6 separate regions of the Mus musculus genome follow, and regions 1, 3, 4, 5 and 6 are each linked to region 2. Evidence: chromatin contacts called from public HiChIP or PLAC-seq and promoter capture Hi-C data. All regions are on one chromosome and are shown on one strand. Each heading gives the region's core, a stretch centred on a gene start, on an enhancer-like site or on the middle of the called end of the contact. The rest is flanking DNA. Distances are from core to core; before and after follow the strand shown. Region 1 overlaps Rcbtb1 (regulator of chromosome condensation (RCC1) and BTB (POZ) domain containing protein 1). Region 2 holds the start of Cdadc1 (cytidine and dCMP deaminase domain containing 1). Region 3 overlaps Atp8a2 (ATPase, aminophospholipid transporter-like, class I, type 8A, member 2). Region 4 overlaps Atp8a2 (ATPase, aminophospholipid transporter-like, class I, type 8A, member 2). Region 5 holds the start of Phf11b (PHD finger protein 11B). Region 6 holds the start of Atp8a2 (ATPase, aminophospholipid transporter-like, class I, type 8A, member 2).

Region 1 (3,371 bases), core at 269-2,768, 370 kb before region 2:
CGGCTCCCTCGCCGTCAGCCCACTTCCCGCTCTTCTGTGACACAGCATGGCTAGTGTCACCTCCTTTAGTGACTCAGTGACAAGCCTCAAATGAAATCTGCCTTTGCTTCTTTACATCTCGTTCACAGTCAGAATCATTGTTTGTCTGCTTTGCTTCTAAGGAACTGGCAGAAGGCTGCACAGTGGGCGTGTACAGTGCTGGACTCAGCCGGGCTGACGGGCAGCATGCTTTACTTTCAGTCTGCTAATGAGTGCATCTGCCTGTCCCAGACCCACTCTACCGAGTCCACCGTCAGAAGCCCCGGGTGCTGTGGGCTTTACATCCGTGTGGGTCTGGACTTTTGTCCCTGTGCTGTAGCTCAGTTCCTCTCTGAAGAACTTACTGTATACTACCTCTTTTTTTTAACTTAACAGTTTTTAGTGCACATGCATTGTGTGTGTGTGTGTGTGTGTGTGTGTGTGTGTGTGTGTGTGTACATGTCTGGATAACTCTGGGGAGTCAGTTTTCTTCTTCCACCTTTACATGGATTCCAAGGATCAAAGTCAGTTGCCAGGCTTATGCAGCAGTTGTCCTTACCCACTGAGCCATCTCAGCAGTTCCCATTTTGTTAGTTTTAAACTTAGTTGGATTTCAGAGCTGCATTTCTCAGATTTCTAGAGTCTGATGAGTGTTCTGGAGTATGTTTGCCATTGAACTTTTCTGACTGAGCCGAGCCACAGACTCTGAGCAGAAGCTGGCCCTGGTTGACGGTATGCTACAGCACCCAGTCCACGTGCTGATGCATGGCAGCTGAGGCTGTTGAACCGTGGAGACAGTGCCACAAAAGGCTGCAGGAGACATTGTTAATGAACTCAGAGCTGACCTGGTTGGTGTTACAGATTCATAAAAAGTAGAAGGCTGGCTTTGCTAAGGATATCAGAAGTCTGTATTTTAGAGGCGTTTTGTCATTTGACAATGCAGTCTCCAATAACTGGGAATTTATCAAAAACTCACATTCTGGCCCTTGAGGTGTAGCAGAGGACAGACAGACTTAGGGATTGAGTTAGCCATTATGTCTTTTATTTTCAAAATGGATCCTATTTTTGTTTGAGGTTCTTTTATGGTAATAAATATTTCACAAGGTCAAATGCAGCTGACTGTGGAGTCTGACACCAAATGGAAATGTGGTTAGCGTGAATTGTAGCTAATGAAAGATGGAGAGGGGTTAGCTTCCCCGCTTCCTATACCACTAGGAGCCTGTGCTAGACTCATTCTTATACAACAGGAGAATTTTAAATTGCATTGACTGTAACTTGAATTGTTTTCAATTACTACTTTTAATGATGGTTCTTAAACACTTTAACCTCCCTTTTAGCCCACCACCCACCAAAGGTAGGGGGGATGTGGACCTGTTTAGAAAGGTTCTTTGGAGCAACTCCAGTCAGTGTTGTTTGGAAATCAGCAGTGCAGTTCACAGGTCAACAGTGGCAGCTCGAGCCACTGGCAAAGACTTCAAAGACATCAGCAATCCAGTTGGGTAGAGTCGAGATAGCAAACAGGAATCAGCAGCGGTGGCACCACCTAGTGGGACAGCCAGGCCTCAGCCTCAGGATGAATCAGCAGGAGGGACCAGGGCCAACAGGAACTCCAGAAAAAGTTCTCAGCTGTGCCTCTCAGTGAAATGAAGATACTGAGACAACAGGCATTGCACAGCTAGCTGTATAAGCAAGCCTAGCTCAGCCCCACCTACTGTCCTTCAAGTCCTTTTTTATCCCTTCAAACATCATGTGTCCTCCACTAATCTTGCCTTAGCACGTGTGTCTGTCTCAGCTGCCATCACTCTGCCGCAGAAGCAGCTAGATGCCATGGCACACCTCCAGAAGGTTTTTGGTGCAGTTTCTCTCTATGGAGTCCTGACAACTGGAGCTCAACTCCACAGTGTAAAGAGACCAGTACATGCATGTAGTTAGCAAAGAATCTCTTATCACATGTCCTTTCATGTGCTTACTTTAGCAGAACATCTTTTTGCTTTATGTCTACTTCAGGAAATATTCCTTCACGAGTCTGCCTTTAGCTTTTCACCTGTGTTCACTTCAGGAAAACACTCCCTCACGTGTTTGCCCCAGCAAGACACCATCCAACACAACTGACTCCAAAGAACCCTTTTCTCTCCATTTGGAGATTGATTCTAGACTCTTCTTGTGCTTCTCCACATTTTCCATGTTCTGTGATCAATCCTGTTGGTTTACACCAGCCAGGACAACCTGACTAGAGGCCCACAGCCTAGATCCTGTTACTGGAAATTTGTTCCCCACTTTCACCTAAAAAGTTTAAATGTTTAGAGGAAAAGGCCAGACATGCACCTTTAATCCCAGCAGAGCGGTTAGAGTGAAGAGAGGCAGGAGGATCTCGGGGCGCTTGAGGCGGCCTGCTTTGTATATGTGCTTTGCGTAATGAGCTGCAGTCCAGCTGGAGCTACACAGTGAAGACCCTGTCTAAAATAAGAGAAAACAAAAACAACCTTACAGGAAGAACTCGATGCCGCTGCGGCTGGCAGCAGCCCATGTCCTTTGCTCGTCTTTGCTTAGGTATAAATCTATTAAGAGACGACTACAAATGAATGTGATTCCCTGGAGCTTGAAACCGTGTGGGCAGAGTCAGTGCTCAAAAACACATGCTGAATTGAGTAATTGGATATGTTTGAAACACCAAAAATATATATTGAATGGACAAATATGTTTAAGACACTTCACTATAAAGTACTTAAGATATCATACAAGCCTTACATTCCACAAACATGACACATCCATGTAGAAAGGAGAAGAGTCCTCGTGATACACTTAGATTGTGACACTGAGCTTGTGATCGATGAGTAAATGTTTATATTTATTTCCTAATATCTTGAAATGTAGCAAGTGACCATAGTATTGAGTGCTCAAGTCAAACCCATTTATTATGTATGTTGTTAGTTGATCGGAAGTGACTGAGATTGGTTATCAGTTACAAAAACTAATTTTGGAAGCCCAGCTTTCCGTAGCAGATGCTGTGCCAAGAAGATGAAGGCAGTCCACTACTCAGTTACCTGCTTTGTAATCGTCCAACCCCTCCATGCACCTTTTAGGGGAAACTTGAAATTAACGTATAAAAGAAATGCAGCTTAGTAGCTGTGTGTTCAAAAGCAACGCTGTGGGAACATCCTAGGAATGCACACCGTCAAACTCGGTACACTTCACAGCGGACTTGGAGGAGGAGCACTTCACAGTGCTCCAGCGCAGAGCAGTGAGGAACTAAAGCCCGATCTCAACATCGCAGCTCCTGCTGGACGGAATGTGTTTACACACCAAGGGGAGCACATGGATTCCCTTCTCACAGGAGAGGTCTGGAAGGGACT
Region 2 (3,589 bases), core at 941-3,440:
CTGGCTTATTGGATTATCTTCAGTAATAATAATAATAATGATAATGTTTGTACAAAATTATGAAAATGGACTAGTTCTGCTCTTCTCTATTGCTACCACTAGTTTTGCTTCTCTGCAGCAGCCATGATACCCAAACTAATAAAAATAATATACACATATGCTTTCCTGACAGTAGATGACAAACAGGTGATAATGGTAATCTATGCATTTTGTAAATTTGGTTTTCTGGTAGCTAAAACATACTTTCCATACAGATAACATTAAAACTGCTAACCAAGCTCTCAAGCTAGCACACACTGTTAGAATAACTTGGAGGGTGCCTTCATGGACCCCTACCTGGCATTGTGACTTCATGGCTATGGCCTTGGGAAATATGGGCATGAAGCACAGTTGGAAAGATTGTAACATGGTGAACAATAGCAGGGATGGGTCAGGTTATGAAAGTTGTGCGTCTCTAGGTCAAGCCTCTTTTCAAGTTGGCCGGCTTTCAGAAAACAAGGATTTCTTTTGATGCCTCTTGCAATTATTTCCATGTCCAGTTAGATTTTAATTTTTAAAGCCTTAAACTGATAACAGGTATGGGTCAGATTTCTAAACAAGATTTCAAATAAAATATTTAAAACAAAACCAACTTATTTCTCTTAAATAAACAAAACCTCCATGGTATCTGTCAGATGAAGGAGAGGATGCCAGAAACCAAGGGTGAGAAAAAAAACTTTTGCACTGAAAAGGGATTCAAGTTAAATGTATATAACAGAATTACGATGAGATAAAATATGGACAATAAAGCTAAAAGGATTTCCAAATTTTGTATTACTAGCAAACTGACTTTTACAATGCACATTTTTAAGGCGCTAAATGTCTCCAAAAGAAAAGCCTTAATACCTGGTAATCATGGCACACACTAGAAATAACTTTTCAGACTGGAAATATGAGCTAGTTCGCTGTGGTTACAGGCACAGCATACAAAAGCCATGACACCATTCCTAGGTTCTTGCTGCATTTGGCTGTTAGGACTACAGTTGGCCAATGAAACCAGACTTAGACTACTGCTTTTCCAAGGGTAAACACTCTCTATGGAAATAAGGTATACCTGAGATTTTTGCCCTTGGGCTTCCACTCCTGGGAAGAGCTCCATCCAGAGACTGAGCAGGGTGAAAAGGTTCACTTTAGAAAGCCTTGGTATTTGACCTACAAAAGAGAAGGCAAGCACTTCAGAATTTCACTAGTGAAGGCAGAGGAGCTAAGCTCAAAGCTACGAGTGAGCTGCAGATGGTCTGGCAGGCAGGAGAATAAAAGCTTCCTTAGCAAGAGTGGCCACAACCTCACTTTCAGTGACCTCGGGTGGCACTTTCCAAAGTTGGGTGCTTTTTTTTTCTCCAGCTCACCCCACAGGTAAAATAGTAAAACTGATACAAAGGCTCTGGAAATAATCAATCAATCAATAGGATAAGGGCTCCTCTCTGATGTAGCCGAGGAGCAAGGTCCCCACCCCTACCCCTCTGGAACCTGGCATTGCTAAAAGGGCAATGGTTGGAACATGATTGATCTTCAACCATAAGGCAAAACTTGAGGGAGGTATCACGGGTGGTGAATTTGCCAAAGCGCAATTTCAGGCTCTTCAGCTCCGGGATACTGACTCTAGGTGCAACCACCCACCAGTGCAGGACAGGACGCGACCTATGAAGCCTGGACAGCACAGTGTCCGGGACGCGCGCCTGGCAAGGAGACCAGGGACGGCGGGGCAGACAGGAGTCGCTGTGAGTCACAGGGCAGGCAGGGTGTCAGGGAGGTGCAGTATGTGTGTGTGTGGGGGGGGGGGGGGGAGTAGCAGGCTAGCAGGGCGGGAAGGAGACATAGAGCAGGGAGGGTGCTGGGCTGTGCGGAGACACAGGACAGGCAGGATGCGGAGCTGGAGGGAGACTCGGGCAAGCGTGCAGAGCGCCAGGAGAGGGGCAGGGCGGGAGAGAAGGCCACCGCACTCACCCGTCATGCTGCCCGTCTGCGTGCCGACTGACCTCTCGGCCCCGGAACCCTCCAAACTCTGCATCTGATCCGTTTCTTTCATCCCCAGCCCAAAGGCCTCGGCCCAGGACAGCTTGCCCGGTCAGGCATGATAGGTTCCTTGAAGCTCGCCTACGGCCACCTCTGCGGCCTGTCAACAACCGCTTGTTCTGCGCAGCAAGATGACGTCTCGGTATGCCCCCCCCATCGCTTCCGGCGCTTAATGTGACGTCAGAGTCCGGCGCACCGAGGTGGTGGTGGTGGTTATCTATCAGTTATGCTACTCTGTGTAGCAGGCTGTGTTCAGTGATTTTTGCAGAAAGAAGGACGCTTGAAGTTGTCTTGGTTCGGGACAGTAGGGGACCAGGGTGGAGGACTTAAACAGAGAGAGGCGAACATAGAACCGGAGTGGGCGAGGTGGGGGAAGCAGGGCCATCGGAACCCAGCCGTCAGATGTGGGCGGATCCCAGGGTATTTGGTTCTGCTTCATATCCAAACTCACACAAACTATGAGAAGAGAACTGGGAGGATCGAAGAGTTAAGTAGACAGCGGAACCTGAAAAATCTGAGTTGTCCGTCCCAATGAATTTGTAAATAGAGCGTACGTGTGCGCGCTTACCGTACAGAGGGTATCTTCCTCTATATGGCCCTCCAAATGTTTGTTTTGAGAATGGGTCTCTGCTTGGATCTGGAGCTCACTGGTTGGCTACACTGGAGCTTCATCCTCCTGTCTCAGACTTTACACACTTGTGACTACAGGCTGGTGCAGCTTTACTCAGACCTTTTTTTTTTTTTAATGTGGGTTTGAGGGATCCAGAAGGAACTCCTCAAGCTTATATCTAAAGCATGTACACAATGAACCATCTCCTCAGCCCCCAGTGAAAAATATAAAGTGTAAAATGAAGCCTGGAGAGGTCAGAAACATGGCCCAGCAGTTAAGAACACTTCCTACTCTTCCAGTGGGTCTGAGTTCAGTTCCCAACACCCACATCCAGAGTGGGTCACTACAACCCTTAACTCCAGAGATGGATATTTGAACAAAAATTGTAAAAATAGTTTTATTTTTATTTAAAATATAATATCATTACAAATCTCCCCCCTCCCCGAGGCCCTGATCATTTTTAAATTAATTCATGGTTTTTCTTTAACCACTATTGTTTATATACATGTATTATATATGTATATAATATATACACACATATATCTCTACATATATGTGCTTGTATGTATATGCTTTTAGGACTGATCACTTGGTACTGGATAACTAGTTGAGGGGACTTATTCTTGGGGAAGACTAATTTCTCCTCTGTTATTATTTACCCTTCATCTAGATATGGGACCCCTGGGAGATTTCACCCATGTTGGCAAGTTAGCTGGTGTTGGCATTGTTCGGGTCTTGTTTTGGCAGCCATGTTGTTGAAATTTTGTAGGTGGAGCTTTCCTGCAACAACTAGAAGACAATGTTCTGACAGCTTCCTGATCCTCTCTGGCTCTTACAGTCTTTTCATCCCCCTCCCCCCTTTCTGAGATGATCCTGAACGTTAGGTGTAGGGGTTGAGTTCTAGATCCAACCTTCAGGACTGGA
Region 3 (3,315 bases), core at 157-2,656, 260 kb after region 2:
TCCCTGAGGTGGGGCTTTCAGGGCAGCTGAGAAAATCTCTTCAATTGACTGATATTGTCCCCCAAACACACTGCTGGACTCTCCCTGTGGCTGGGCCTCTGAGCTAAACGCCTTCCAGAGAACTGATTAGGGAATGGTGGAGGGGAAGCACGCTGGGACTCCTCCATAAGATCTGTCATGGATTTTATGGTGACCACAGGAGAAAGGCACAGAGACTCTCATCCAACAAAGGTTTGATTCAAGAAAGATATATACACAAGAGCCGTGTTCCGTCAGTTTGTCAACTCAAAGGAATTATACTTTCCATACACTATAGAGGTACCTAGGACAGACTTACACACACAGCTATAGAGATATACAGATATAAAAATAACACACACACATAGCCTCCACTTCCTCATCCATGTCCTGGTCCTTCTTTATCTCCCACTCAATCAGGGTGCCTGGCTGTGCAGTCAGGGGCAGCTGACTGGCTCTCAGTAGCGGTGTTGTAAGGGCCCTTGCAGTCTGAGGCAAATGCACAGTATTCTAATACCATCTCCCCTGAACCAGCTCCATCTTTCCAGAGTCAAACAAGACAAAGGCTGGGAAGGTGGATTGTTCTCTGGTGGGCTGGGAGCTGAGGGCTGTGGACACACACTATATATACCACACAGTCCCTCTCCTTAGCTCAGGTGGCCCGTCACCTGTCCAGCAGAAGCTACATGTGCAAGCATGAGTCAGTCAAGCGAGGGCATGGAATCAGGACTCTGCCCACTGAATGCGCTTCCTAGCATCATTACCTGATGGGGCACTTCCTTCAAAACACAGTTTTTTAAAATGTGGCCACCAACATCAAAATAAAAAACAAGACAAAACACGGTGTTAATTTCAATCAGATATGGTTATCACTTCAATGGGGCAGAGGAACTCATCCGATTGGTGGTGGTTTGGGCATGGTAATTAAGGAAGAGGCGGATTAGAATCTATCTAGTACTTGGCACAAATTCAGCCCCGAAACGACAGCGTGCCCCTGCAGGACAATGAACAGGAAAATCCAGGTATGGGTAACAGTGGTTGCCTTAGGTTCCTTTGGTAGATGTGGCTACGACCCTGGAGGGCAAAGAAAACCTTAAATGGACTTCTGCAGGCTCCTCACCACCCCTCTCTGATGCCTCCCTTTAACAAAAGCAGTTCCTTCACCTTCTACCTCGTGCTCATGTGCAGTTTCAGGAAGGAATTCCCCCCATCCCTAGACATTCTAAAGAGAAAAGCAGACAAATATTTGCCTGTAACTCCTAGGAAACCTCTTAAGATCCCTTCCAGCCATATGATGTTATAACTCAAGTATTTAATAATGCTAGGGTGTATAACATCCACAGTTGCTGACAGCAGACAGGAAGCATGGGTCCCACGGGCCTCTGCACAGTTGACTCGGCAAAGGAACGGAGCAGGTGCGTGTGGCAGCCACCGAGTTCACTGGGGTCTGCTGTTCTCTGATGTTGGGCCTGTGCTCAGATCTGAAGCCAGTTGTTGTGTGTAGGACCTTCAGGTTTTTCACCTGTAAAATCAGAACTCCTACCGCCTACTTCAGGAATCAGCTGAGGGATTTGGAGTCCACCAAGAAACACAACTGACTTAGTCAATTTTCAAAGCCAGGTGGTCTGGGTAATTTCTTGCTGCATTTTTTCAGAATCTCAAGCCAGAAGGAAACATGAGAGGTGATCAAACAGTGCTTCCTTCAGGGGTGGGGAGGCCCCAAAGTTGCAGAGGACCAGACCACAAGCCCTGGGGCTGTAAGAAGGTTATGTGTTTTCTATGTATCTCCAGACTTTAGCTGAAAGGGTGACAAAGCCATTGTCCCTTGTAATCATGCAGTTAAGTTTAACATGTTCTTTAAAAGCCTATTCAGAGAAGCAGAGGGGCAGGGGAGAAGCTGGTGCCACAACAAATGCAGGCATTTAGCCACAAGGCCCTGCAACTTGGTATCTGGGAGAACATGGCAGTATTCCCTGGGACTGGGCTTCTATGCGATCTACCAGGCCAGATAGGCCAGTTAGTCCTCAGGGGGACTTGAGGCTGACTCTTCTTCATTGGTGGCTATCACAAAGGGTTGGACACATGGATTCTTGAAGTACATGTGAGTAAGCAGGAAACAAGAAACACATCAGAGCCAGTAACTGTAAAGCACACCAGAACCATGCTGGCAACGTTTAGATCAGAGAAGAACAGATGGAATTCAGCCTGACTGCAGGAGGCTGCTTGCTTCTGACCATGAGTCACATGGCCCCTGCTCCCTCAGTTCATCCCACAGCAGAACTCTTAGACGGTTCCCAGCCAAGAGGGGACATCTCTAAGTGACTGCTTCTTTCTGATATTAAGCGCTTGCCAGCACTTCTAAAAGAAGGGTGGTCCTTGAGTGAGGAACTATGTGTCATTCTGAGATAACTACTCTTCAGTGAGGGATATGAAGAAGAAGGAGGAGGAGGGAGGAGGAGCAGAGAAGAAGGAGGAGGAAGAGGAGGAGAAAGAAAAAGAAGGAGGGGGAGGAGAAGAAGAAAAAGAAGGAGGAGGAGGAGGCGAAGGCAGCCAGTGGGAACAGGAGTAGAGATGTAGAGATTAAGACATCCAGGGTCCTGTCTGCCAGGAAAGGCACATCTCCGAATGACAGGTCTGTGGGCCCAAGAAAGCTCAACCCAGAGAAGGAGCCCTTAAACTGTTCAAGATTCAAACACCGGAGAAGTCAGCAGGCACTTTCGGTTCCTCTAGATGGTGGCTTCCCAAGGTAGGCAGAGTCCTTGGGGCTGAGCCCTAGGCTGTCTCCTCTGCCCGGCTGCCCATCACTGAGAAGGGAGGCTGACCTGTGCGATGGCATAATCTGAGTTGTTGGTAGCCTGCATTCCCTCGTTCCCGCTGATCCCGACCCCTACGTGGGCTGTCTGGATCATCCCCACGTCATTGGCACCGTCTCCGATGGCCAGGGTGATGGCTTTCACTCGCTTCTTCACAACATCCACGATCTCAGACTTCTGCAGAGGGGACACTCTGTGAGAGAGGAGAGAAGAGGAAGAAGTGAGGAAACAGGTATCCATCCTGAGGGGACAGCTACAGCACACAGGCTGCATTCAAAGGTGGTTACCAGGCAACCTTGAACCCAGCGCTTATATTTTATGTTCATGTGCAAAGAAGCTTTGAGAAAACTGTGGCTTTCAGTGTTCGCTAAGTTCATGGACACAATTCATATCCCCGAAGCAGCCAGTCTGCTATCCACTGCTGTGTGGGATGAGTGGCAGGCAAACCCTCTGCGGCACATGGGCACTGCCCAAGACCAAACTT
Region 4 (3,665 bases), core at 962-3,461, 380 kb after region 2:
ACAAACTCATAATCATGTGTGTGCCTCCCTTGCTTTCAGAACATGGAATGTTTTGAAGTGCTGTAATTTATGCGTGGGAAGTACACCATTCCAATGATACTCAATGATATTCATATATTTAAAAACATTAAATTATCTAGTTAAGGTTATTTGGGTCACCTGGCAACTTAACAAAATATGAGTGACACAGAGCCAGACTCTAAGGCAAAGTATTTGCCCACAGGTACAGTCGCTGGCAGCTGTAACACAGTCACCTGGAGACACATTCCATCTTCTCACTGCCTCTCCTTCTCCTCTTCGGGCTTTGTAACCTACAAGCAATGAGTAGGTGACTGAGGAATTCCAGGGCCTTCACTACAGCGTCTTCCAAAGCCATGAATTACCAGGACCTTGAACACAGGACTAAGGGGAAAAAACCATGTTCTTTCTCCTCCTGCAGAAGCCTGGCCATTCCTAAGTACTTAGAGCAAGGCAGTTTTCTCTTAGGAAATAACATCTATGGGGGTTCAATTCAGAAAGTGCCGGAAACACGTGCTTGGACTGGGGAGGTGGCTCAGGTTTAAAGTATTGGTGTGTGTGTGAGGCCCTGGGTTCAATTCCTAGCTTCAAACACACAAGAAAATGAAGCATACATGTGTAACCTGTGTCTGAATGTATATTTTAAAGGTAGAATGTCACTGCTCCGCCAGCAAGCAATAGTATTAATCAGGGTTCATTCTATGAGCAGCACATAGTGACTCAAACCCCTGGCTACGGCCATACTCTACCTGCCCGTTCTAACATCACCAAGAGGCAGACCCAGAGCAAAGAGAGAGAATGGCCATACTGACAGAAAATGATTCTCTAGGGGAAAAAAAAAGGTTATGCAGGAAATAGGCATTTTGTAAATTTGTATGGTTTTCTGTTCTTTGATTCTTATATTTCCAAATCCTGAATTAATTAAGAAATGGAGAGAAAAAAAAAAACCCGTCATTGCTTCAGAGTCTACATTCAGATCTTTAAGGAAAATCATGATATACTTGAATAAGAATAACGAAGCCACAACTATGTACAATGAATTTGTATCTATTAAAATTTCAATGAGCAATACAATGCTTTCACCACAACTTTACATAAATATTGACCCTTTCTTATATTTTCCCATGGAAGCTTTAACTGAGACCCACTCACAGGACAAAAGTAAGTTTTGCGATGCATATGCTCGTGTGTGCGTGTGCATGTGCGTGTGCGTGTGCGTGTGTGTGTGTGTGTGTGTGTGTGTGTGTGTGCATGTGCGTGCGTGCGTGCGTGCGTGCGTGCGTGCGTGTGTGTGTGTGTAGGCCATGAGTGAAGTTCAGGTAGTGTTTCTCAGCACTATACAGCTTCTTTCTTGAGGCAGAGCCTCTCACTGTCCTGGAGCCCAGGAAGTACACTAAGCTGGCCGGCCAGTGAGTGCCAGGGACCCAGCAGACTTTGCTCTGGGGTCATACATGTAAGTCACTGCACTTGGTTTCTAGGTGGGAGCTGACTGAAGTTCTTATCTTAGCAACTGACCCATCTCCCCAGCCCCTCACTGTGCATCTTAAAGGCACCAAAGCTGGAGAGAAATTCCTTCTAGTCAGCAAACGGTTGTTTTCTACAAATTGCCAGTTTCCACAACAGAGCAAATCTCCAAGCTCTTGAAGGGTTCCCGTGCTTCATAAGCAATGACACGTTTTCTTCTTAAGTGATAAAAGCTTATTTCCGTATCAGGCCTGGATTTGGTCATGATCAACATTAGCTGGTGTGAAGAAACCGAGCTTTGTGTGTGATATCCCTAAGAAACGACATTCTCTGTCCGTAACCCCCTGGCTGGAAAGAAGACATGTGTGTGTTTGACTCTTAGCAGTATAAGACAGTAGCAATAACATTACAAAAAGAGATGAGGAAAATACAAAATAGAAAACTAGATTCAGTAAATGGACAAATTTTGTGGTTAATTTCTCTCTCCCTTTCCCTCTCCCTGTCCTCCCCACCCCCTGCCATGTTCCCACCAATCCTCAGCCCAGAGGACTGCGACCCTGAGCCTGACCTGCTCTGAGGATTTCCTATTCATTAATTCACAAAGCAAGTTACACTGACGGCATCTTTCCTAAGTGTCAAGCAAACAGCTGTGATGAGCTTCAAGGGACCATCTTGTGCACAGATAACTGGTCCCTGGAATGAGGTCACTTCCATCCCTAGCACTTCCTCTAAGTAGGACACTGAGACCCTAGGTCTACCACAGACAGGAAGTGACCCTATAGAGGCTGAATGCAGTAGCAATAATCTACCCAGCCTTGTTCCTGAAGACACTGCCCAGTTCTCAACTCAGCTCTGAAAAAATGACTCCTGTCACTGTGACCATGGTTTGGTTTTGGCTTCCCTTAGTACTAGATACACTTTCCCCTCTGTGGGCCGATACAATTTTACTAGGAAAAGAAGAGAAGAGGAGGGGGAGGGGGAGGGGGAGGGGAGGGGAGGGGAGGGGAGGGGAGGGGAGGGGAGAAGAGAAGAGAAGAGAAGAGAAGAGAAGAGAAGAGAAGAGAAGAGAAGAGAAGAGAAGAGAAGAGAGACATCAAGTTTGATCCTCCCTTGTCCTTTGAATTCCAGGAACCACACAGAATGCTTTGCCTGCTTGCTTCTGACCTGCCCATTCGTCTACCAACAACGGGGCCAGTGGTATTTTATATCTCAAGATTCCTACCCAGTGAAAACTGGTTTGAAAACGGCTCACATGACCATCTGAATGTTTTAAGCACTGACATGGGTTTCCCTTCTCCACAACTTCCACAACTTGTGGTATTTTACAAGTGTCTTTCAGAGCCTGCCACACTGTTGAATACACTTACAACTACACCCAAGTCTTATCATTTGCTTTGCGTTCTTATCTTTGAACAACTCACCTGCTTTCTGTCTGGGGCCCTCACCAGCTATGTTCGTGTGCCAGAGTGCAACACTGAGGTTGGGGAACGGTGTCCCGGGACCACACAGGTCAAGTGGGTCAGCTCTAAAATGCCCAGGAAGCCAGTTCTGCTGTTAGCCCACTCTACCTATGACGGTTTCCCTTGAAGGGACCCAGCTGACTGTAAGGAGCTCTGGGGTACAATGTCCCCACCACACATCCACCCTGGCATAGAGCAAAAGTGAAAGACATAAAGCACAGGTGAGCAGACGCACACGAAGCAAGTGCCGCTGTGTCAGTTCCTGACCCCCCTGCAGCTGAACCATCCTCAGTGCTTTCAAGGACGGTGCTTTTAAGGACTTTACTCAAGTTTTACTTAGTTGGGCAGAGAGTAACCCAGCCTCCTCTCATCGTAAAGCAAAAGGGGACCCTTGCGCTTTTTAGTTACATTGTTGCCATGTCCAGAACAGGAGTTCTCTTCACTATAATGCTAAGCAGGTGATTTAAGACTTTTTCTATTGCACAAGGACCTCACAAAGCATGCAGCCTAATTATCTAACAGTAATGTCATTGCATGTGCTCCTAAGGAGTCTCAAGGCATCAATCAATCCACTACCTACATCTAGGCATCTTTGTCCCAGCACAGTGCAATCTCCTCTAACATACAGGGATCCTGCTGGAAAGGGCATAACTGTGAATACAGTCCTATGAGTCCTAATGGTCTGTCTCATTTATAATCAGGTTCCTGCCCTTATTATATTTC
Region 5 (3,433 bases), core at 295-2,794, 260 kb before region 2:
GGTATTACCTGGCCCCTTACAATGACGTAGTGGTTAGCCACACACACACACACACACACACACACACACAAACACACACACACACACACAAACACACACACACACACTACAGGTTCAGCATTATCTAGAGATTATATTGAGTCCAGATGGAGAAAAGACCAAAGGAAGTTTTGAGAAACACAAGGTAAAGAATGTCAGCAAGGCAGGAGCAAGATGAAGATCACATTAAATGTAGCAGAAGTCTAGAGCAGAGGATTGATATATAGTGATGTCAATTTTATACAACTTTCCCTGAGGAAGTTTTAAGCTTAATGTAATCTCAATGGACAAACATACATACATATATATGTATATACATACATACATACACATATACATACATACGAGAAAATAGAACAACGGTTCAGTAAACAGGAGCTCTTATGCATTTTGCAGAGGGCCCTGGCTCAGTTCCTACCACCTACATGGTGAGATATAACCAAGTCTAATTCTCCATCCAGGGAGAATCCTATGCTGCCTTCTCCATACAACACAGCATCAAGAACACATGTGATATACAGATATTTATGTAGGCAAGACAGTCGTACACAAAATAAAGCTCAAGAATATACTAGTTGCAGGATAGTTAGAGGCTGAAATAAATCACTACTCAACTCCAAATTTGGCTGTAGACATCTCTACCAAGTGGGTGAGGATAATGGATCCTTGGGTTGTTTCAGGGATGGAAGGATGATGCTTTTGTTGCAAATGGTGGCTTCCCTTGAGCAGTGATCACTGCTATCCCTGTTGCTTGAAAGGTCTGAAAAGGTTTAGCATTAGTGCTTTCCTATTGTGTCTGTATTTCCTGCTTTGACATTTTGGGCCAGGTTACTCCTGGAGAGAAAGGATTGGGGCAGAGCTGTACTAGCCTGACAACACCAGTGTTCAAGTTACCCCTGCTGTCCTCCGTGCATTGATTCTGCTTCTTTACCCCAATAAGATTTCCTTTGCATTCTTGAGATCATCATTTTCTAAGATGGATCCGGAACCCTTGGGCCACAAACCTGACAAAAGCCTGGATTGTGATTCTCTCATGATAGGAAAAAAACATCTCAAGGAGATTGCCACCACGGGATGATCCCTAAAACATCAGCCTGCACAACACAAATGTTTCAGATACTGAAGGCTACTCGCAACACACAACCCTAATCTGTTTCTCTGTATTCTCCAATTGTCCTCAAAGACTGGGGCATCCGTTCCAGGTTTCCAGCATCCACAATAGAGTCTACCTTCCCTTCCCAACAGCATGTCTTGAGTATTAATTTTACAATGTAGAGCCCCCAGTCCTATGAAGCAAGGACAGAATAGCTTTTAGCTTCCCGAGGTCCCCAGTGCCTACAGATTTCCCAGATGCTGTAAGCCCCACCCCACCCTCAGCAGTGTCCTGCAGTCTCCCTGGGGAGAAGTGATGGTGGGACCTTCCTGGCGCCCTGAACCTTAGAACTCACCATTGGGAACTGGGTTAGAGCACCCTGGCTTCTCTTGGTCCATGGCTGGGTGTTGTCTTGCAGTCCTTGAAGTGCCTCTGCAAGGTTCTAGTTTCTAGTTTCTTTTTCTCTAAATGTGGGTGGAGACTACAAACAGCAATCTGAGAGGAAGTGCAAGTTGAGGGCAGTGTGCTGGCACATTTTCCACTCTGAGAAGTCATTTTGAAAGTGCTCTAAAAGTGATGTAATGAAACCCAAGGTCCAAAATAAGTCAGGGGAGGAAAGGCTCCATTTGAGCTATGTGGGCCTGTGGACCATGAGAGGTAGCCTGGTCCTTGGTTGAGCCAAGGCTAGAAGACCTAGAGACCCTGAAGGGTCTATAGAAGCTTTACCTGCTCCTGGGCACCAGGCTCCTATCACTAGCCACAGCCCCCTATACATTTATGGCCATCAGTCACATAGGGAAATACACCAAGCGCCTATAATTTAGAAAAAACAAAAAACAAAACAGTGACCTGTGGTCATATAGGCGTACAACAGATCTCCATGCTAATGAGGTACCTAGAGGCCTTGAGGACATAGCCAATAAGCTTTCCTTCCCAGGTATTCCTCCCTGCAAAAGATGTTTCATCTCAGGCCACCCTGAGAAGTGGGGTATGGTTTTACACACCCCGTTTGCACCATGGCAATAAATGACTCAGAACCATAGACTGACTCTTTTCATCGGGATCTGCCTTAGGGAGTCATGGAGAACTCCTTTGCCTACAGAGCCACTTTCTAATCTCTCATAGAAGGTCTCCTTCTGCTCCCAGACATAACCTCCTCTAAGCCAACCACCTTCAAGCCAAGGACTCTTCCTGTGGGACCACCTGGAGCTCCCCACATTTTTCCCCTAGGTCCCAGGCTAGATCTAGCCCATGGTCCCAGATTCCATTCTCAGCTCTCCTTGAACTGCCAGCAGCGCCTGGGTGTCCACACCCTGGGAACTCCACCACACCAGCAAATTCCCAGGCCCGGGCACTCCTGAACCAGCTCCAGCTGTCTCTTACCTTAGACTGCCTTTTCCCACCCCGAGTCATGTCCCTAAGGCCCAACACCCGCAGGGCCACTGCGTGAGGCAAGCCCAATCAAACTTCTCAAGTTCTGTCTCCCCAAGCTGCTGTCTGGCCCTGTGGTAGGTCGGACATGGGACCTACAACACTACAGGACTACAAGTTGCAGTCATCATCCAGAGAACAAGGAAGAAAGCAGGAGCAGGGAGGCTTTCTGGCTGTTTCCCTGGCTCTCTAGACCTGCTGTGCAGTACAGTCCACAACCACCTGCCCCATGCTGCTGCTGCTGTACATAAAGGACTGTGCCTTCCTCCACCAATGAGCAGTCAGGAAAATACCACACAGGCCACTCTGATGGAGGCAAATATGGAGAAGGGTCCTCTTCCCAGTTGTGTGACGTCCACAACCACAATAACCATCAAACAGCTGGAGAAAAACCACACCAGATACCCCAACAGTGCCTGTGCTTAACTAAGGAACTGTAAGGTCTCTATGTCTGAATATTGTACCACATTGTTTGGCCCCTGTGAAAGTAGCTTTAAGGATACAACATTAATAGGTCCTAGACCCAGGTGCTAGTAAGGACTTTTTATTTAGCACCTGTGGGCTTCAAAGCACCACAGAAATGTAGATCTTTCAGTCCCAGTGACAAAGGGAAATATCCATATAGGGACTAACATACAGGAAGTAGAATTTTAAAAGTTAATTTTTTTTTAGGGGGAAATCAAACATATAGTCTAGAGGGAAGGCACTCTAAGAAGGCAAAGGGCACCCTATACCTGGCAGAAGAAAGGTAACTAAACAGGGCACCATGGACAGCCTGGGCAAAATGAAAGGGCCTAGCAAAGGATGGCAAGGGCCTTGGGTAGCTCGTGGAGAAGGCCTTTCACACACTATCAAGAAGAATAGAAGAGA
Region 6 (3,345 bases), core at 397-2,896, 490 kb after region 2:
AGGCTCCAATTTCTCTAAGGCTTTTACAGATTTCACTATCTGTCTCTTTTTTAATTAGTCGCGCTAGTTTGTTAAGCTCTAATGTTCTGTTTGTAATGTCCCACATCTCAAAACAAGCCTATTTATTCAGGAATGAAGTCTCAGATATTCTAACATTTACTTTTTAAATTTAAAATGTGTTCAAAAGTCGTTCTTGAAACACAAAATAAAGTCACACAAATCTAACACTCCCTTAATAAAGGTACCATCTATATACATACATACATACATATGTGCACATATACATTGTTATTCTCTCCCAAATCCTATCAAGCTATAGAAATGACCAACCAGACCTTGCTGCCAGTGTGGCATTACCAAGGTACTGTAATAGTTAAATATCTAACCACAAAGTTTTAGCCGAAGCAAAAAACAAACATACAAACAAACAAACAACCTGGAAATCCAGACCTGAGTAGGATGTTCTAAGCAGCACACTAAACTATCCTCAGAAATCACTCACAGACATGAAGTTGGTCAAAGCTCAAAAGTTTAATGGTGGCTCAAAGTGTGCTAACACTGAGCTAAGAAACAAGCTTTGCACAGCAGCAAGAATTTGCTTGCTAGTCAGATAAGTGGGTTTGATTTCTAGCTTTCCCATTTAGTAGCTATTAATATATGAGCGTAGTACAAGATTTCACATCTCTCCACTCCAGTTTCCTGATCTGGAGGCAATGATTTGCTCCATGAGACACTGGAGATGCGCAGCTAAGGCGCCTAACACAGTGGCCAGCTGACAGAAAGCAGACACAAAAATGCTACCCTCCATTCATATTTCTGCTGACTCTGGGCAAGACTTCCTAGCAAATGAGAAGACCCTTAGCAAATGCAGTGGATCACTGGGAAATAAATGTGAGTCCCTGTAGCCTGTGAGACTCACATTCATTCCCTTATAAAGCACTTCCCCACAGATGTTCTGCAAACTACTCAAGAGAGCTGTGACAAAGAGAACCATCATTGAGGTTTCAGGGAGACTATGGAGATTCTTGGAAGGCAGTAAGGGGTGAGAGGACACCTTCACTTTTATCGGTGGCATTAGAAGAACTTCCATAAGGCCCACAGATTGGCTGGGCACAGCTCTGCATAGGAGAAGGCAGCATCTGTGTTCACATGGCCCACTGGGCGCTGGGTGTGGACCTCTGGGCTCAAAGTGGGTGCAGGAGGCAGAGATGCAAAGTGCTGGGGAAAGCAAGTGAACTGAGGGCCGCCCGGGTGATGGAAAAGCCATCCCGTGAATGTGAGCATTGAGCTTCACCCGGCTGCCTGTTCTCCTACCTGATCCGGTTGTCGCAGAATTTGTTGAGATGAGATTGGTTGAGGTAAATTATGCGGGCCGGTGCCTCTAGCTGGTCTCCAACAGACGTGGCCCGGGACATCTCATCCTCTGCCTTCTTGTAGCCCGCAGAAGAACGAACGGGTCCTGCAGAATCGAGGCGCGGGGAAAACAAAACACAAAGAAATCAGCCTCCAGGCCCGAGGCTGCGAGCAGGCTGCAAGCGGGGACCAGCCGCGAAGGATGCTCTGGAGAGACTGGGGCCGCCTATGCACCTAGCCTGCCCCTGGAGACTAGACCGTAGCCACAGCCGCCGCCGCAGCGGCAGGCCCCGCCCCACTCAGCCCCGCCCTGAACCTGTGAGGCCCCACCCCTTTGGGACTCGAGACGCCCCACCCCGACCTGTAAATAGGCTCCACCTCCTGGGCCCCGCCCCGCCGTGGACCTGTGAGGCCCCGCCCCTCCCCCCCCACCCCCCCTCCCCAAGCCTCATCCCAACCTGGATTCGTGGCGAAGGTTCCCAGGCTTCTCTAGCTCTGGATTTACCAGAGACCTCACGCTGCCCTGGACCTTCAGGAGGCCGGGTGGACCCAAGGTAACCCCATCTTGCCCGACCCCAGTGCTCCTGGGAGTCTGGCAGCCCAGAGCGAGATGGGGATGGAGCTGGCTGCACGGGTAGCTTGTGGTACCCGCGCTTGCCAGGTTGGCCCAGGGGCAATGGCAGGAGGGCTGCTTTAGTCTGCCTGAGATTGGAGAGGAGGCTAAGGGAGTCAGTAGCAAAGCCAGAAGACCTCCACTTAGCCGAGGCCACGCCTTGTCCTTGCACTCGGAACCTGGTTTTTCTAGAATCCTTTGACAATGTTTAGTCACAATGAGACAAACAACCCTAGCGAGATACCACAAGTGAAGTCATCACTGCTGAAAGTACTTCCACTGTGAAATCAGTCCCGCACCAGGTGGACAGAGCTTGTCTCCCACTGCGATCCTGCACGAGCTCTTCTGCTGGTGTCCATAAATAAGCCAGATCACCTCAAAAGAGCAACTTCATCTCCAGCTCTGGTCCAGCATGTGAGCTCCCAGTTCCTTCTTAAGTAGTTCCTGTGGCTCCTACACAAGCTTCCCTGCCTCCCAGTTCTATAAAACTGACAGCAAGCTTTATTTAGAAGCCTTTGAGCGGGCTTAACTCCCCAGCAGTTTTCTTAGGTGTATGCAGAAGTATATACTACACTGTGTGCTCACGTGTGTACACACACACACACACACAGAGAGAGAGAGAGAGAAGCTCAACCCAGCATCCCCTCTGGGAAAAGGCAGCCCACCTTGAGAAGTAACCTTTAGGGAGAATCAAAGCTCTGCAAGTGGAACCTTGTTTTCCTTAACTATTCATCCAACTAACGCTTCATCTTCTCTATCAAAAAGGTGTATACTACACACCATTTGCAAAACTTGAATCTTACGGGAGTCAACTCCCATTTGCTAGCTACAGATATATCTGTTTGCTGACATGAAGAAAATCTGGAAAACTACACTTGTGTTTCAATCATCTTAACTTGACTACAAGGATTGTAATCCCCAGCAGGAGAAAGCAGAATCTGAGAGGCGAACTGAGTATCTCAAGTGGACATACTATGCAGACCAGTGAAGAAGTAGTAAGCCTGGAGTCGGCCAGCATCCAGACCACACACCGGGGCCATGGTAACAAGCCAGATACAGTCCTTTTCTCTCCTCCTTCTTTTTTTTTAATACCTTTTATTAGGTATTTTCCTCATTTGCATTTCCAATGCTATCCCAAAAGTCCCCCATACCTTCCCACCCACTCCCCTACCCACCCACTCCCACTTTTTGGCCCTGGTGTTCCCCTGTACTGGGGCATATAAAGTTTGCAAGTCCAATGGGCCTCTCTTTCCAGTGATGGCTGACTAGGCCATCTTTTGATACATATGCAGCTAGAGACACGAGCTCTGGGGGGGGGGGTACTGGTTAGTTCATAATGTTGTTCTACCTATAGGGTTGCAGATCCCTTTAGCTCCTTG

What was found. Promoter capture Hi-C pulls out the DNA fragments that hold promoters and counts their contacts. HiChIP or PLAC-seq counts read pairs in DNA pulled down with a chosen protein or histone mark. Capture Hi-C pulls out chosen DNA fragments and counts their contacts.
Region 1: a promoter capture Hi-C map of liver shows a contact between it and region 2, with 2.6 times the contacts expected there. The contact joins the enhancer-like site here to the promoter of Cdadc1 in region 2. A contact is called at or near these places in 8 of 39 promoter capture datasets (the 3T3-L1 cell line, embryonic stem cells, hippocampal neurons and 4 more), 7 of 115 datasets of contacts at active chromatin or transcription factors (bone marrow-derived macrophages, double positive thymocytes, embryonic stem cells and 1 more) and 1 of 9 other capture datasets (pancreatic islet).
Region 3: an H3K27ac HiChIP or PLAC-seq map of double positive thymocytes shows a contact between it and region 2, with 8 read pairs. The contact joins the enhancer-like site here to the promoter of Cdadc1 in region 2. A contact is called at or near these places in 1 of 15 datasets of contacts at CTCF or cohesin (large pre-B cells), 12 of 484 Hi-C or Micro-C datasets (embryonic stem cells, morula, nephron progenitors and 1 more) and 6 of 115 datasets of contacts at active chromatin or transcription factors (T-cell acute lymphoblastic leukemia, acute myeloid leukemia, double positive thymocytes and 2 more).
Region 4: a promoter capture Hi-C map of the HPC-7 cell line shows a contact between it and region 2. The contact joins the enhancer-like site here to the promoter of Cdadc1 in region 2. A contact is called at or near these places in 7 of 39 promoter capture datasets (the C10 cell line, the HPC-7 cell line, cranial neural crest and 4 more), 2 of 484 Hi-C or Micro-C datasets (B cells and embryonic stem cells) and 12 of 115 datasets of contacts at active chromatin or transcription factors (the HPC-7 cell line, bone marrow-derived macrophages, embryonic basal ganglia and 8 more).
Region 5: a promoter capture Hi-C map of liver shows a contact between it and region 2. The contact joins the promoter of Phf11b here to the promoter of Cdadc1 in region 2. A contact is called at or near these places in 9 of 39 promoter capture datasets (the 3T3-L1 cell line, the C10 cell line, the HPC-7 cell line and 6 more), 2 of 15 datasets of contacts at CTCF or cohesin (embryonic stem cells and large pre-B cells), 5 of 484 Hi-C or Micro-C datasets (the Ba/F3 cell line, embryonic stem cells and muscle stem cells), 9 of 115 datasets of contacts at active chromatin or transcription factors (T-cell acute lymphoblastic leukemia, embryonic stem cells, large pre-B cells and 4 more) and 3 of 9 other capture datasets (adipose tissue, liver and pancreatic islet).
Region 6: a contact with region 2 is called in a promoter capture Hi-C map of embryonic stem cells, with 4 times the contacts expected there. The contact joins the promoter of Atp8a2 here to the promoter of Cdadc1 in region 2. A contact is called at or near these places in 18 of 39 promoter capture datasets (the HPC-7 cell line, HPC-7-derived erythroid cells, cranial neural crest and 11 more), 11 of 115 datasets of contacts at active chromatin or transcription factors (astrocytes, bone marrow-derived macrophages, embryonic basal ganglia and 6 more) and 1 of 9 other capture datasets (liver).

Annotation. Positions count from the first base shown.
Region 1 is chr14:59,230,558-59,233,928 of GRCm38.p6, forward strand. All of the region lies in intron 11 of Rcbtb1 (regulator of chromosome condensation (RCC1) and BTB (POZ) domain containing protein 1), which reads left to right. Among named protein-coding and RNA genes, the nearest start is that of Rcbtb1, 31 kb to the left of the region's middle. Within about 2 kb of position 1,519, at least 12 of the 459 cell types and tissues checked have an H3K27ac peak or open chromatin away from gene starts, as enhancers often do. A contact at or near this core is called in liver, where this site is marked.
Region 2 is chr14:59,595,769-59,599,357 of GRCm38.p6, forward strand. It overlaps Cdadc1 (cytidine and dCMP deaminase domain containing 1), which reads right to left and starts at 2,191. Exons shown (of 10, transcript NM_027986.3): 1 at 1,987-2,191; 2 at 1,094-1,191. The coding sequence starts at 2,068.
Region 3 is chr14:59,857,290-59,860,604 of GRCm38.p6, forward strand. Atp8a2 (ATPase, aminophospholipid transporter-like, class I, type 8A, member 2) reads right to left here. Exons shown (of 36, transcript NM_015803.3): 25 at 2,841-3,024. Among named protein-coding and RNA genes, the nearest start is that of Atp8a2, 230 kb to the right of the region's middle. Within about 2 kb of position 1,407, at least 22 of the 459 cell types and tissues checked have an H3K27ac peak or open chromatin away from gene starts, as enhancers often do. A contact at or near this core is called in T-cell acute lymphoblastic leukemia and double positive thymocytes, where this site is marked.
Region 4 is chr14:59,975,965-59,979,629 of GRCm38.p6, forward strand. The region is part of intron 23 of Atp8a2 (ATPase, aminophospholipid transporter-like, class I, type 8A, member 2); the gene reads right to left. Among named protein-coding and RNA genes, the nearest start is that of Atp8a2, 110 kb to the right of the region's middle. Within about 2 kb of position 2,212, at least 4 of the 459 cell types and tissues checked have an H3K27ac peak or open chromatin away from gene starts, as enhancers often do. A contact at or near this core is called in the HPC-7 cell line, where this site is marked.
Region 5 is chr14:59,339,786-59,343,218 of GRCm38.p6, forward strand. It overlaps Phf11b (PHD finger protein 11B), which reads right to left and starts at 1,545. Exons shown (of 9, transcript NM_001164327.1): 1 at 1,488-1,545. The coding sequence starts at 1,530.
Region 6 is chr14:60,085,268-60,088,612 of GRCm38.p6, forward strand. It overlaps Atp8a2 (ATPase, aminophospholipid transporter-like, class I, type 8A, member 2), which reads right to left and starts at 1,647. Exons shown (of 36, transcript NM_015803.3): 1 at 1,315-1,647. The coding sequence starts at 1,415. 4930563I02Rik (RIKEN cDNA 4930563I02 gene) reads left to right here and starts at 2,239. Exons shown (of 3, transcript NR_166718.1): 1 at 2,239-3,007.